2 separate regions of the Anas platyrhynchos genome follow, and region 2 is linked to region 1. Evidence: chromatin contacts called from public Hi-C data. All regions are on one chromosome and are shown on one strand. Each heading gives the region's core, a stretch centred on a gene start, on an enhancer-like site or on the middle of the called end of the contact. The rest is flanking DNA. Distances are from core to core; before and after follow the strand shown.

Region 1 (6,160 bases), core at 2,098-4,597:
CAAGTCTACAATTTCCTGCAGACGCCTGCGTTTAGCTAGTGGATTCCCACCCTGGATGGTCAAATCACCAAGAGCACGATGCAGTTTTCCCTATTAATACCTGTTTATATATACGTGATCTGCCAGTGAAGGAAACTATACTTTGCTCCCAAATCAACACCTGCGGTTCCCAGAGCTGCCTGTCCAGTTGGCTGAGTTTCCTGACCTTGCACAAACCACCCCATCCTCACACCTCTTCCTCTTGCTTTTCCCTGTACTTGGCAGTGTCCTTTCATCCCTGCTACCTGCAGCAGTTTTCCAAGTGACTGCATTTCCTTCTTCCTCCTCTTTCATTTCTTCTTTAAAATCTATTTTTCCACAAGCGTCTTTTGGCTCTACTCATCTGCTTCTGAGCCTGATGTTGGGGCTTTGCGCATTGTCTTAAAACCAATTAAGGGCTTTAGTTTTATTTAAAAAGCATTGCTCTGATTGGACATTTAGCAGTTTTTGATTGAAAATAAAAAAAGTTCCAAGATGACTTTGACTTGTCCTGTGCAAAAAGGGAACGCTGCATGTTTAATGCACCGAGCAGCGCCAGTATGGCAAATTCTCCTGCACTACTGGCAAAGTTGTGGCTTTAAAAAACCCCACGTCATGCATCTGGCACAACCTCCAACAATCCAGGTGTGCCAGGCGTATCTTGTTTGCAGGAAAGGAGATCAAAGGCACCGGCTGCTCCGGAGCAGATCTCAGCTGATGCCAAGCAGCATCACCTCCACCCACGGAGGGTGAAGCCCAGAAGGCGCCTTCTCAGCACTCCCAGCTTCGAAGGGCAGGTGGAGATGATTCATTTGGAAATCTAAACCCAAGAGAAGTTAGTCCTCGGGATCGGCTGACAGAAAAACAAGGAAACGGCCTGTTCTGTAGGATTTTACGAGCCCCTCCCTGCTGACTCTCACCCTGGGCTGTGGCAGAAGGCATTCCTGTAACGGGGCTCTGGCATTCCCCGCACAATGTGCACAGTGTCTGGGATGAAGAGGTCAGTGTGTAAGAATAAGGCATAGCACAAATTAGCTATTCTACAATCTGGGTGAGCACAAGGACCCCCAGTTCACATACATGCCAGGTTCATGAGGCAAAAGAAAGCTTATTAATAGCCCACAGAGTCCGGCAGATCCATTGTATAATAAATGCAGATGACCTTTTATAAAAAAAAAAAGCACCAAGAAGCCCATACAGCTGAATCAAACACATCCAGAATAAAAGGCACAGACCACTAAATCACAGCAGCTACACGGGTCTACGGACAAGAGAGCACACTCAGTTTTCATCCCAGGATTCAGATCTCCATCCAAAGACAGAACAAACAAAACTCTACAAACTTTTCGGAAACTCTCATCAAAACAGTTGCTACTGGAAGACATCCCAGGGGTCTCTTACTGCGTGCTGGGATGGAACCGAGTGTCTGTGGTTAATTCTGACACAGCAAACACAGTTGTGTCCATGTGGGACAGGGATAAATTGAGCTTCAAAACACCAAGCCAAAGATAAAACATAGCTATAAACCACAGTATCTGAGAAATTTCTGACAAATGGAGCAGCACAAGTCTGATCCTGCTAAGTAACCAGCACGTGAGCAACCTCTCCTGTCTAAGAAGTCTGGCATTCGGAGTGACTTTGGCACTTGTGCACGTATGTGCCAAGGAATTTCAGCAAATAGTTTTCTGAAAGCACACAGCTCATTCCATACTTGTCTATTTTTCTGTCTGAGACAAGAAAATAGAATAACAAACAGACACTGAATTCTTCCCGGTCCCTAACACCACACACACACAAAAAAAAAAAGTAATATTCACTGAAAAATGACCTACAAGCCAGATTAGGAAAGCTTTTAATAGTTCCAGATGTATTTCCTAGCTTTCTTTCCCCAGTGGCTCTATAATGAATGAGATACCTACACAAAGTTTAGCATTAACCTCAGTTTCACCTTCCTGCCTGATTTCTAGGTTCTGGGAAAAGCAGAGGGAAGATTTCTTGAGCCTGGGGGTGATTTTTTTCACATTTTGCTTGGCAATGCTACCTGGTTCTGTTTACAGTCAATCACAGATCGATCTATCAATTTATTTTTATTTATAGCTCATCTACAGGAAGAAAGCACCTATCCCAAGAACAACAAATAAGCACATAGACTTTGCCCATTTCAAGTCCTGAGCTGTTCCTGCTCATCAGAGTGAATAAAACACAATGAAGAGGTAACAGATCGACATATACACGTCAGACTAGGGAATAAGGCATATTTCATTACCCTGCCTATCAGACAAGCCTCCTCAGCTTGGTACTGATCAAGACTTCTTAAATCTCACTTGCTGTCAAGGCTGAGAGGATTTCTTTTTGTTTAGAAACATTACTTGTATTTTACAGAGTATTTACAGAGTCTTGGGTGGCAGACACTGAGCCGAAGAGAGTTATCCTGGCTCTGCTGCCTTCCCCTGAGCCTGATTTACTCCGCTGAGCATCTGTCCCGCTCCCAGTTTCACCATAAAGGGGAGGAGATTTGGATCAGCCCGGCTGGGCTCGCACACGCTGATCAGCCAAGACACCCTTCCGAGCAACACATCTAACCCTAATAAAAGAGAAAAATCTGTCACCTCTCCCCCGTAACGCTGATTGAAACGCCGCGTTGCTTCCAACTGAGAGAACTGCAGCGGCAAAGGGGGAGGGAGGAGAGAGGAGGAAAAAAGCAAGCTCTCACATGAGATAAAAGGGCTGAAACGCAAGGACGTTTGCACAGACTTACTGTTGCAGGCGAGGAAGGTGCCGTTCGATTCCATGGCTGCGAAACGAGCCGGGGGGCGGCCGCGGAAAGGGCTCCGGCAAACAGCTGTGCCCAGATGTTAGCGCCGGCTGGGGCTGGCAGCCAGAGCCGCGAGGCTCCCCCGTGCTCCCTCCTCCAGTAATCCCCAAATGTCAGCTCCCTTCGGCGAGGCCTGCTCCTTCCCCTTGGCTGGAGAGCCGTCTTCGCTATGACTCCTCATTGATTTCCCTCCCGCATCCGCACGCCGCCGCCGCCTGCCCAACGCGTCGAGTGAGGCCAAGCGCCCCAGCTTCACCGCCGGCCCTGGCTCCTCCCTGTGCAAGCTGGCCTTCTCTGTGGGGCCAGCCTCCTGTTCCTGCTCCTGCTGGAGCTCCAAGCCCTGCTTCTGTTCCTGCTGCTGGCACAAACGCTGAAACACGCTCCGCTCCTTTCCGGCAAGGCTTCCAGAAGACGCCGAGCGCTCGAATCTGTCCCCAACCCAAGGGAAGGGCCGTGAGATGCGAGGCAGCGCTTGGGGTTTAAAGGGCTTGTAGGCATCTCTCAGGACACAACGCAACAAAACAAGGAGAAAAAAATGCAACAAAACAGCTCAGAAGTTGCTGGCGGACACGCTGTAACCACAAAAGCAGACAAAAAGCTGCAAGCTTTCCTTTCGAGACAGCGAGGCAGAAAGCAGAAAAAACTCCTCGCTGCCCTGAGGCTTGTACCGAGCCGAGCTGTTTTCCTCTGCCCTGCCCCCTGCTCTTAAAATAGATTACATTTTTTTTTTCCTTTTTTAAAGGAGAAAAAGATGATGCTGTCAAGCAGGGAGAGGGAAAGAAAGGGAATCCACACTGGGAAAATAAAGTGGCCATCTACTTGAGTGGTTGAGGGAGGTTTTTAATTATTTTTTTTCTGTTGTTTATTTTTATTTCTGGTTATTTAGGTGATCTTAATGCAATCGATGGAGCTGTCAGAGGATTCAAAGTCCTTGCTCCTCAGCAGCTGTGCGCACAGCAGCTCCGGTGACAGAAGGGAAAAGTCCCTCACTGACAGTGACAGCTCTGGGGTGCACCTGGTGACAAATACTTTGGGACTAGGACTGCTTGCCCATCCCTGCCAGGAATCGAGCTGTTCCTTCAAGAGCTCAGACTTCAGCTAATTTTATGCCCTCCAAACTGCCTTAATATAGCAAAACTCCTCCATGCTAGCACAAAGCATAAGAGCAAACAAGTGAGATGCTTTCTGAAGGACCCAGGAAGGAGCATCCCTTTTGCAAACCCACAATAAAAAAATAAAGGAGATACTGGCTTGGACAGGGTCAAATATTTTGGCAGTGAGGACAGCAGGAAAGCAGCCAGGGTGTCTCAAGAATCCTTGTAAAGTCTTAAAAGCCCCAGGGCAGGGGGGTTTCCAGAGGACACCACCAAAACCCATCACGCTATCAGCTGAAGGGGAAGCGGCTGCTGGACAGGCTGGTAGGTGAGTCAGCCAGACTGGAAACTCCGGTAAAGCGGTGGTGATGCAGGTGTTAGAGTTTTCAGAAGGGAGAAGAAGCAGAGAAGGGCAAACAGTTTGAAAGCGGTGACAGGAAATAACATTATAGTCACTCCTCTACCCTTCTCTATATCACACCCTGCTGCATCCTCACGCTGCCTAGCACCAGGCCTCACTTCAAGACATACCTGCCAGTCCCCCTGTGTCCCCTGTAGCAAAGTAAAGAGGTGTAAGCAAGCTGTTAGCCCCAAAAACAATTAAGATCATGGTCTGGATAGTGCCCCTTCACGACAGTACAGGGCACAGTGGCACCAAGATAGGATCAGCAGTCCCCTGCAACACTGTGAACTCCATCACGACTGTGCTGGCCTCCTTGGGCTGGACAGGGCACCTTCAAGAGGGACTGAGCTTCCCTGCCATCAAACCTTGAGATCTGAAGGTGTGAGATTTGAGATTTGAGGATCCTCTGCGCCTACCCCACCGCATCTGCCAGTGCATCCTCCTTGCCATGCTGCCTTCTTGATGAGAGCAAGTGGGGGCAGAAATAGTGCCTGCCAGGAGGATTCACAAAACTTTGTCCAACCTTGCACTTTTCTCCATTACGCCACTCTTCCCACTCCCATACCTGTCCAGAAGTATCACTATTACAGCTGCTTTCACTGCGGCACCTTCCTGCCATCCTAAGCTTAAGCATCACCACTCCTAAATCCGTGACAGGCTTGATGTGTGCTCAGCGCATGCCTAGCACTTGCAGGCAGCCTTGCATTCCTGGCATTCATCAGAAAGTACAGCAGCCACCATCAGAGCCAGCAAAACCCTGCAGCAAACACACCGAAGCTGAGATCATACAGCACTGGTCTCATCAGACCCTATTTTCTCAAGGCAAAAGTCTTTTTAGCTATATTTCTGCATGCACACCATACACACTTGATTTCCCATTCTTCTCCATTCCTGAAACAAATATATGCACAGAATAATAATTAGACCAAAATTACATGAGGACCAATTGGGCTCCTATAAGCTGCAGAAATCCTGAAACAATACCCCTAAGAATAAAAGGAAAATATAAGAATCCTATCTGAATCAAGTCCCTGGTCCCCACTTTGGATCACAGCCCTCACTGTTTGCCTTTCTGGTTTGGGTTTTGGCTGATCCAAAAGGCTCAAGGTGTTTAGGGGGACTGCCCTTTTCCTAGTTAAGCCTGCATCAAAGCTGAGTGGCAAGTTTAAAACTGGTGAAAAAAAAAAAAAAAAAAAAAAAAAAAAGAAATCATCTGGAGTCCTTAGAGAGCAATTTGTTCTCTAACAAAATGCGTAGATAAGATAGGCTGCAACTGACTGCTTATTTTTAAAAAGCTGTCTGAATTTCTGATCGCTTCTTCCCTGGTCTGAATGTACCTCCTAAACTCTATCCACCAGCAGGTTCATGAACAGTTCTGAGGCCCTTGATCTTTGAGATCAAACTAGGATTTGAAGGAGAGAGTTCAGTATGATTAAAATTAAACATCACTCCTCTGTGCGTATTACTCACAGCAACAATCCTGCTGCTTAGGGCCAAAGTTAAATAAATACAGTATATGCTGAGTACATCAGTCCTGGCATCAGTAAAGGCATTTCAATGCCTTTTTTAGTCACCAAAGGTTTGTCACTTTAAAAATTAACCTTTACAGTGAAATAACAACAGGACTGTATATTTTTTTAATTGTATTTTATTTTTTATTGCAGGGTAACTGAACATGGTGGTTGCATACTTTCTGCCCATGATGACTTAGACGTATTTATCACTTAATAAAATTTCTTCCTCCAGGATTTTACAGCAGGTGACTTACCATGCACTGATTATTTTGCTGGAGGAACACACCTTTTCCTGCAATGAGGCCAAAACCTAACA
Region 2 (6,160 bases), core at 2,743-5,242, 92 kb before region 1:
ATTCTTGAGTCAGTGCTGCCCCTGTTCCCTGCTCCTGGTGCCATTCCTCCTGGTACCCAGAGGTACCAACAGTGGCTTCACTTCTCCTTCAGCTCCCCCCTCTCCTCCCCAGCTGCTTTGCTTCTCAGGAGATTTGAGCAGAAATCACTTTAGTCCCACCTGAAGCCCCATGGAAAGAACTAAGCCCTCCAGTCCTGAAGCTACTGCTTTGGTGGGCTTTGTGGGGCTTTCAGGAGATCATTTCCTCATACTGCTGCCCCCAGGGAGGACTCTTCCCTGTGCTGTTGTGGTTGCTGTCCTTATTGAACTGAAATATTGGGCTAAAGGAAGAGAAAATGGGATTATTTTAAACATTGCTGTTATTTCGGGTAAGCTGCATGTAAAATGAAATGGTTGCTGAGGGATGGTGGATACAGTCATACCCATACCAGTACTCAGAGGGGGCTGCAGGAGAGCTGGGGAGGGACTCTTGGTCAGGGAGTGCAGTGACAGAACATGGGGAAATGGCTTTAAACCGAAAGAAGGTGGGTTTAGGTTAGATATTAGGAGGAAATTCTTCACTGTGAGGGCAGTGAGGCCCTATCCTAGGCTGCCCAGAGGAGCTGTGGCTGCCCCATCCCTGGCAGTGCCCAAGGCCAGGCTGGATGGGGCTGGGGGCAGCCTGGGCTGCTGGAAGGGGGCCCTGCCCATGGAGGGGGTGGGATTAGATGGACTTTGAGGTCCCTGCCAACCCAAACCACTCTCTAATTCTAGGACTGAGTGGGCAGATCGTGTTTGCCTCTCCTGCAGGAGAAGTCCAAACAAACAAGCATACGGCAGGACACCAGGAGGCTGTGCCGCAGGGCGCTGCGCTGCAGGAGAGCAGGGAGATGCAGCGGATGACAAAGCCTGGATCTCTTACACGCTGCTTCTGAAGGAAAAATAACCTCGAGTTTAAAAAAACAAGCCATTGCAAAAAAAAAAAAAAAAAAAAAAAAGGCTCATTCTAGGAATATATTCAGAGGGAAAGTTATGTAAAATCTGGGAAACCATTGCTGCTGTGCTACTCAATGCCAAGGAGATTTGGACAGGAGCTGTGTTCAGTGCCAGTGTGCCTCAAGGCAGAAAATGCCGATGAAGTGGACTGGCAGAGCCACAGATTGTGGAGAGCCTAACCCACAGGAAAGCAGCACACTGTGCATTTCTTCTCAAAGAGAGAATTTGTCGGGATTAATGCTTGTTTTTTAGCAGGATGTATGTCAGATTGCTGTCCTCTCTAGAAAACAGCATCATTTTCAACCAAAAAATAATAATTCAGCATCATATTAGGACTACCACATAGCTACAGCCTAGCAGTACATGGTTTAAGTAGGGACATCGCCTATCTGGACCAGAGGAGCATTTCACCAGCAAGGATGCTTCTTCCCCTGGACTACCCCATGCAGACACCATGTACCTTTGTAGGTACGTGTCTGCAGATGGCATTTTGTGGCACAAAGGCATCTGGACGAACCTTCAAAAGCAAGGATTGTAAAAGCCTTTATCCCCCAGGATGCTGACCTGCTGCTGCTTTGCTTTCCAAAAGTGTTTTAGAGGTGTCTTTGGGACAGGTAATCCAGCTGGGAAGGCTGGTTAGGAGAGGAGAAAGGGAATGTAAGGAAATAGCTTCACGCCTGCATCATCAGAGATTTGAAGCGTTCTGGAATTTGGCTGAGAGCTGGGGTGTGGGTTTTCATTGAATAATCGACAGTTTCTGGGTACTGCAGAAAATGTTCCTGAGAGATCCTGAATTTGTCACTAGCGCATGCGAAAAGCAACCCTGTACCAGCAGGCTGCTCCTCTCTCTGCATTTTTACATATAATGTATGGTCCTCGTAAAATGGCAGGAAACTTCTTCCTTCTGGATTCATCCCCCCCCAAGCCAGGAATGCCACCCTGGAGGCATCTTTTGTGCTCCTCTCCCCGGATGCCTCCTGGAGCTGGATTTGTGCACAGAAGGAATGTGGCCTGCAGAAGTCCTCCCCAGCACGTCTTCCAGCAAAAGGAGCCCATCCGGATCCTCAGTGGGGAGAGAAAACCTCCTAAAAGCAAAGGTCAGTACAGGAGATGAAGGAGAGCCTCTTATCCAACTCCTCCGCCCTCTTTGTGAATGCTTTTGGTTCCAGGCGAGGCAAAACCCACGCAGAAATGGGCAGAAACCCCATGTTTGAGTGCACAGTGATGCAATCATTTCCCCGGCATCTCTTTATCGCCCATCCCCGAGCAGGTTTGGCTAGAAGTGGAATGGCATTGCTCATTTGCACAAGGATTCCCCGAGCATGACCTCTCCCTTGTAGTAGAAATCCCACAAGGAAGGAACACGGGTTTCTTGCTTAGTGTTTGAATTGGTGACTGGAACCGCCCGGGAAAATGCTCTCAGCTCACATGTGTCAGTGCTCTGACCCTGTAAGGACGGGCGGTGTCGATGTTTGCCATGGCTAACAGCCAAAGCACTCCAGAAGATTTGGGTGGACCAGCCTCGGGGCGAGGTTTTTCCTCAAAATGGGTGGGTTTTGGGGAATACCATCAGATCTTCTCGTGCAGAGCTTGGTGGCAGCTGGGGTGGCAGCTTGGGTCCTATTGCTTCTTGGACCCAAACTTGCAACTAGGTGTGATGTACGGCCCCATGGGTTGTGCGGAGGACACAGGAGAGCTGGGCTTCACCTCTGGCTTTGACTTTCTGAAGATCTTTAGTGACAAAGAGATTTAACTCTCCAGGCCCTGATGTTGCCTAAAACACAGCTGCAGGAGTTCTGCAATCATTGAAGCAACCAGAACAGCACAAACCAAGTTGTTTCCCTCAAACAGTTTTCACGCCTTTCATCTCCCATCTTTTGAGGGGAAAACCAGAAAATCTCTGTGGGTTCTGCCCACCTGCTTAACATCCTATTTGTGTTCCTGGGGCTGATCTGCAAGAGGCAGGTGGAGATGATGCTGAGAAGTCCCCAGACCATGCAGAGGTGTGCCCAGCACCACCCGAGCTCCTTCCAGCACCATGACGTGTTCAACGTCAATTCACTGGGGGTAATGAAGCAAGTTGAGCACCCTTTGGGGACCATGAAGGGCAGGGAGGGGTGATATTTAACAGGGTGACAATTTCTCAGCCCGGAGGGCGATTCATTTCTCCTGCTCCTTCCTGGTTGGCATACAGAGGGCTGCATTCCTGCAAACAATAGCTCGGCCAGCCTCAGCTACCTGCCATGCCCGCAGCCCTGCAGACACGGTCCTGCTGCTGCCTGCAGGTCCTGGGGATCAGCAGCTTGACCCCTTTGTCTACTAGGGTTTGAAATCCATTGGCTGTGACACTGATTCCATGGGGGTGACTGCTGTGTTGGCAGAAGGACAGGGCTTTGGGATTTCAGCAGAGGGTGCCTGGGGAGTCACAGCAGCAGCCAGGTCGCCGAAATGACAGGGATTAAAAATTAAGCTTGGGAGGGAGGGTGGGGTGATTTTGTGGGCGCTCAGGTATAGTCACCGACGCAAGCAGTCAGGTTTCCCACAGTAGATAAAACCACTGGTCTGCCTGAATGCTAAAAATAAATGGTGAGGGTGAGAGCTCCAGCAGCCTTTGCCACCGGGGCATGTCTCCTGCAAACTGCTGGGGACCCACACCGACTTTCTGCTTTGTGCACAGGCTTCCCATGTAATTGTGGCCCAAAAGGCATAAATAACCTCCTTTTCTCCATCCTACTTGTTCATGGTGCAACTCCCATGCCAGGACAGACCCCAGGATCTCCGGGGATGTGAGCACCACGACATGAGCAAGTTGCTCCTCCACCAAGGGCTGCCATGGTCACACAGCCATTAACTGGTGCTGGCACGGCCCTGCCTTCCCTGCGTGTGCAGTCCTTGCTGTGAAATGTCTGCTTTCTGCTGGATTCAGCTGCCGCTGGAAACTGCTGAGGCTTTGCTCGATGACCCTGACCAAAGCGTGCTGGAATTCGCTGGGTTTCAGACGGTTTTCATTAGGGCTGCGAGAGAGCCCCTGAGGTTTTGTGAAATTCCTGAGCTATCCGTACGGCAATGTGCAGGGCTGGCCGGTTGGTAGGGATGTTTGGTTTTGCTGCTCCTCCCTGCTCTCTGCCTTCCTCTCCTCCTTCTCTTCCCCGTCAAGGTAGGCTCTGCTCTCCCTAGGGGAACATCTGCTCCGTGCTGCGGCTGAGGACTGAAGACTAAGTGGTGACAGGACACTTAGGAGGAGGTTCGCCTTCGTGACCAAGTCAGCAGGCTGGTGCTTGGGTGATTTGGGCTTATTTAGGCCTTTATTACTCAGTTCCCACATTAATACTGCTGGGGAGACCTTATCCATCTCCCTGCTACTGATTGAAGACTGACGTGAGAGAGGTAAACACAGGGCCAGGCTCCCACAATCGCTCACCCTGGGAGGATCAGTTTAGGTGTCTGCGCTTGCTTTGTAAAGGGCTGAATCAGGATTTGAGATCTCTAAAGGAAGTCGGTAATTTAGTAAGGGTTATTAACAGCTGACAGCCCCGAACCTCAGCTCAGCTGGTTGCAGTTTATGTAAAACCAAGGAAAACACTCAGGGAAAGGAATGCAATAGCTCGGTTCTCCTGCACATCATTCCCCCGGGGTTAGACTCTGTATAGATCACCGCATTGCCTTGAAGCTCACCCCTTTAGGTTCTCCATCTCTTTCCTTAAAGGGCCAAGTTGACACGGAGTGCTTCCCCAAAGCCTTTTGGCTTTCTGGAGAAACAGAGCCGTTTTCTGAAGCAGTAGAAAATGGAAGCACAAACCTCATCCATCCTAGCAGGCACCCAGCCAATGACCTGAAGGACATCTGATGCCCAAACTCCACACCTGCATTAGGGGTAGGGTCTGACGGTGACATGGGGTGAGGGGTCTGGGGGCCTTCTGGAAGCCTCCCCAGATGAGGCAATGCCCTGAAAATGGCCGGATCTGTGCTGGGGCCCCACTGCCGCATTCCTCCTCTCCGTTCCCTCTGGAAAGCTGCCAGGGCCTCTGTTTGCCCATGCCACGCCGCACGGCCCCACCTGGGCCATCCTGTTTGCTCAGCACACCTGTTAATTCTTGGCACGAGCGAGCAAGTGGAGAAGGGAACAGAGCAGAGGATCCCGTGCCCCCCGTGCCCCCAGGCAGGGCCAGCAAAACTGATTGACCTCCCAAAGGTGAGGAGCAGCTCCCTGAGGATTTTCCTCCACATCTTTCCAAATATAATTTTGGAAAACAAAATTTGGTGCATCACAGAACCTTGCAAAGCCTTCGGTAGTGGTCAGTGCTCACACAACGAGGCCAGGGGAGGGCTGGTATGGCCACGTCCTTCAACGTCGCTGCGGTGAGGGCAGGTATCATTGCTGAGGTGTTTCTCCTTATTAGCAGAGACTTAAGAGTTGTGCCTCCTACCTCCAAGGATCACCTGTAGATATTTTAAGATGTAGAAGAGGGGTTTGAGCCTGAGCAGAAGCCCTGGGAGACCTTGCTGTGGTGCTGGAAGGTGACACCATCTCTGGCCCTCTCTCCTTTTCTTTTGCAAGGGGGACTTTCCCTCATGAGCCTAAGGAAATATGAGCCTCATATCCGCAGTTCTCATCCTATCATAGCTGGCTTAAAATGGGGTTTGCACCAAGGTTGCCAAACAATAAATTGGAGCAACCAGTACAGGTTTGGCTGTGCCAGAGGTACTGCTCCTGTCTCAGCCTGCTGCGAGCTGTGGGCTCTAGGAAGACAAACCAGCTTTCCAGAGCTCCCACCAAGCTATTCCTGCCTGAATTCAGCATTTACCCTTCAGTCTTGGCTTGCCACAGCCACTCCTTTCTTCCATGTTGGGAGGAGAGAGTTTGGCCCGTCCTGCCCCTGTGGGAGCCGATGTGTGCCGGGCTCCGTTGCCCGAGAGCCAGGATGGAAGGGCTCGTCCGAGGGATGGAGGCATCTCCGTGTGCCCAGAGCTGCCTGCTGAGGTGAGGAGGACTCACTGCCACCAAAGACCACTTTGTTCTGGCCGGTGCAAGACAGCCCTGCACGGGAATGCTCCTCACCCAGTGCCCAGGCACCTTCCCTGGTCCCGAGACATTTCCATTTGCTGCAGTTAACCATTAACCAGCACACCGCTGCCCAGCACAGACAGCTCCGTGCTGCCGTGTCAGCTGGATCTGGCAGAGATT

Evidence for each region. Hi-C and Micro-C count contacts between places; a contact is called where the count stands out from the background.
Region 2: a contact with region 1 is called in a Hi-C map of liver, with 2.3 times the contacts expected there. The contact joins the enhancer-like site here to the promoter of PLCD1 in region 1. A contact is called at or near these places in 3 of 8 Hi-C or Micro-C datasets (liver, skeletal muscle and subcutaneous adipose tissue).

Annotation. Positions count from the first base shown.
Region 1 is chr2:154,666,199-154,672,358 of IASCAAS_PekinDuck_T2T, reverse strand. It overlaps PLCD1 (phospholipase C delta 1), which reads right to left and starts at 3,347. Exons shown (of 15, transcript XM_072033872.1): 1 at 2,777-3,347. The coding sequence starts at 2,810.
Region 2 is chr2:154,758,988-154,765,147 of IASCAAS_PekinDuck_T2T, reverse strand. No RefSeq gene overlaps it. Among named protein-coding and RNA genes, the nearest start is that of VILL, 5.8 kb to the right of the region's middle. Within about 2 kb of position 3,992, at least 3 of the 8 cell types and tissues checked have an H3K27ac peak or open chromatin away from gene starts, as enhancers often do. A contact at or near this core is called in subcutaneous adipose tissue, where this site is marked.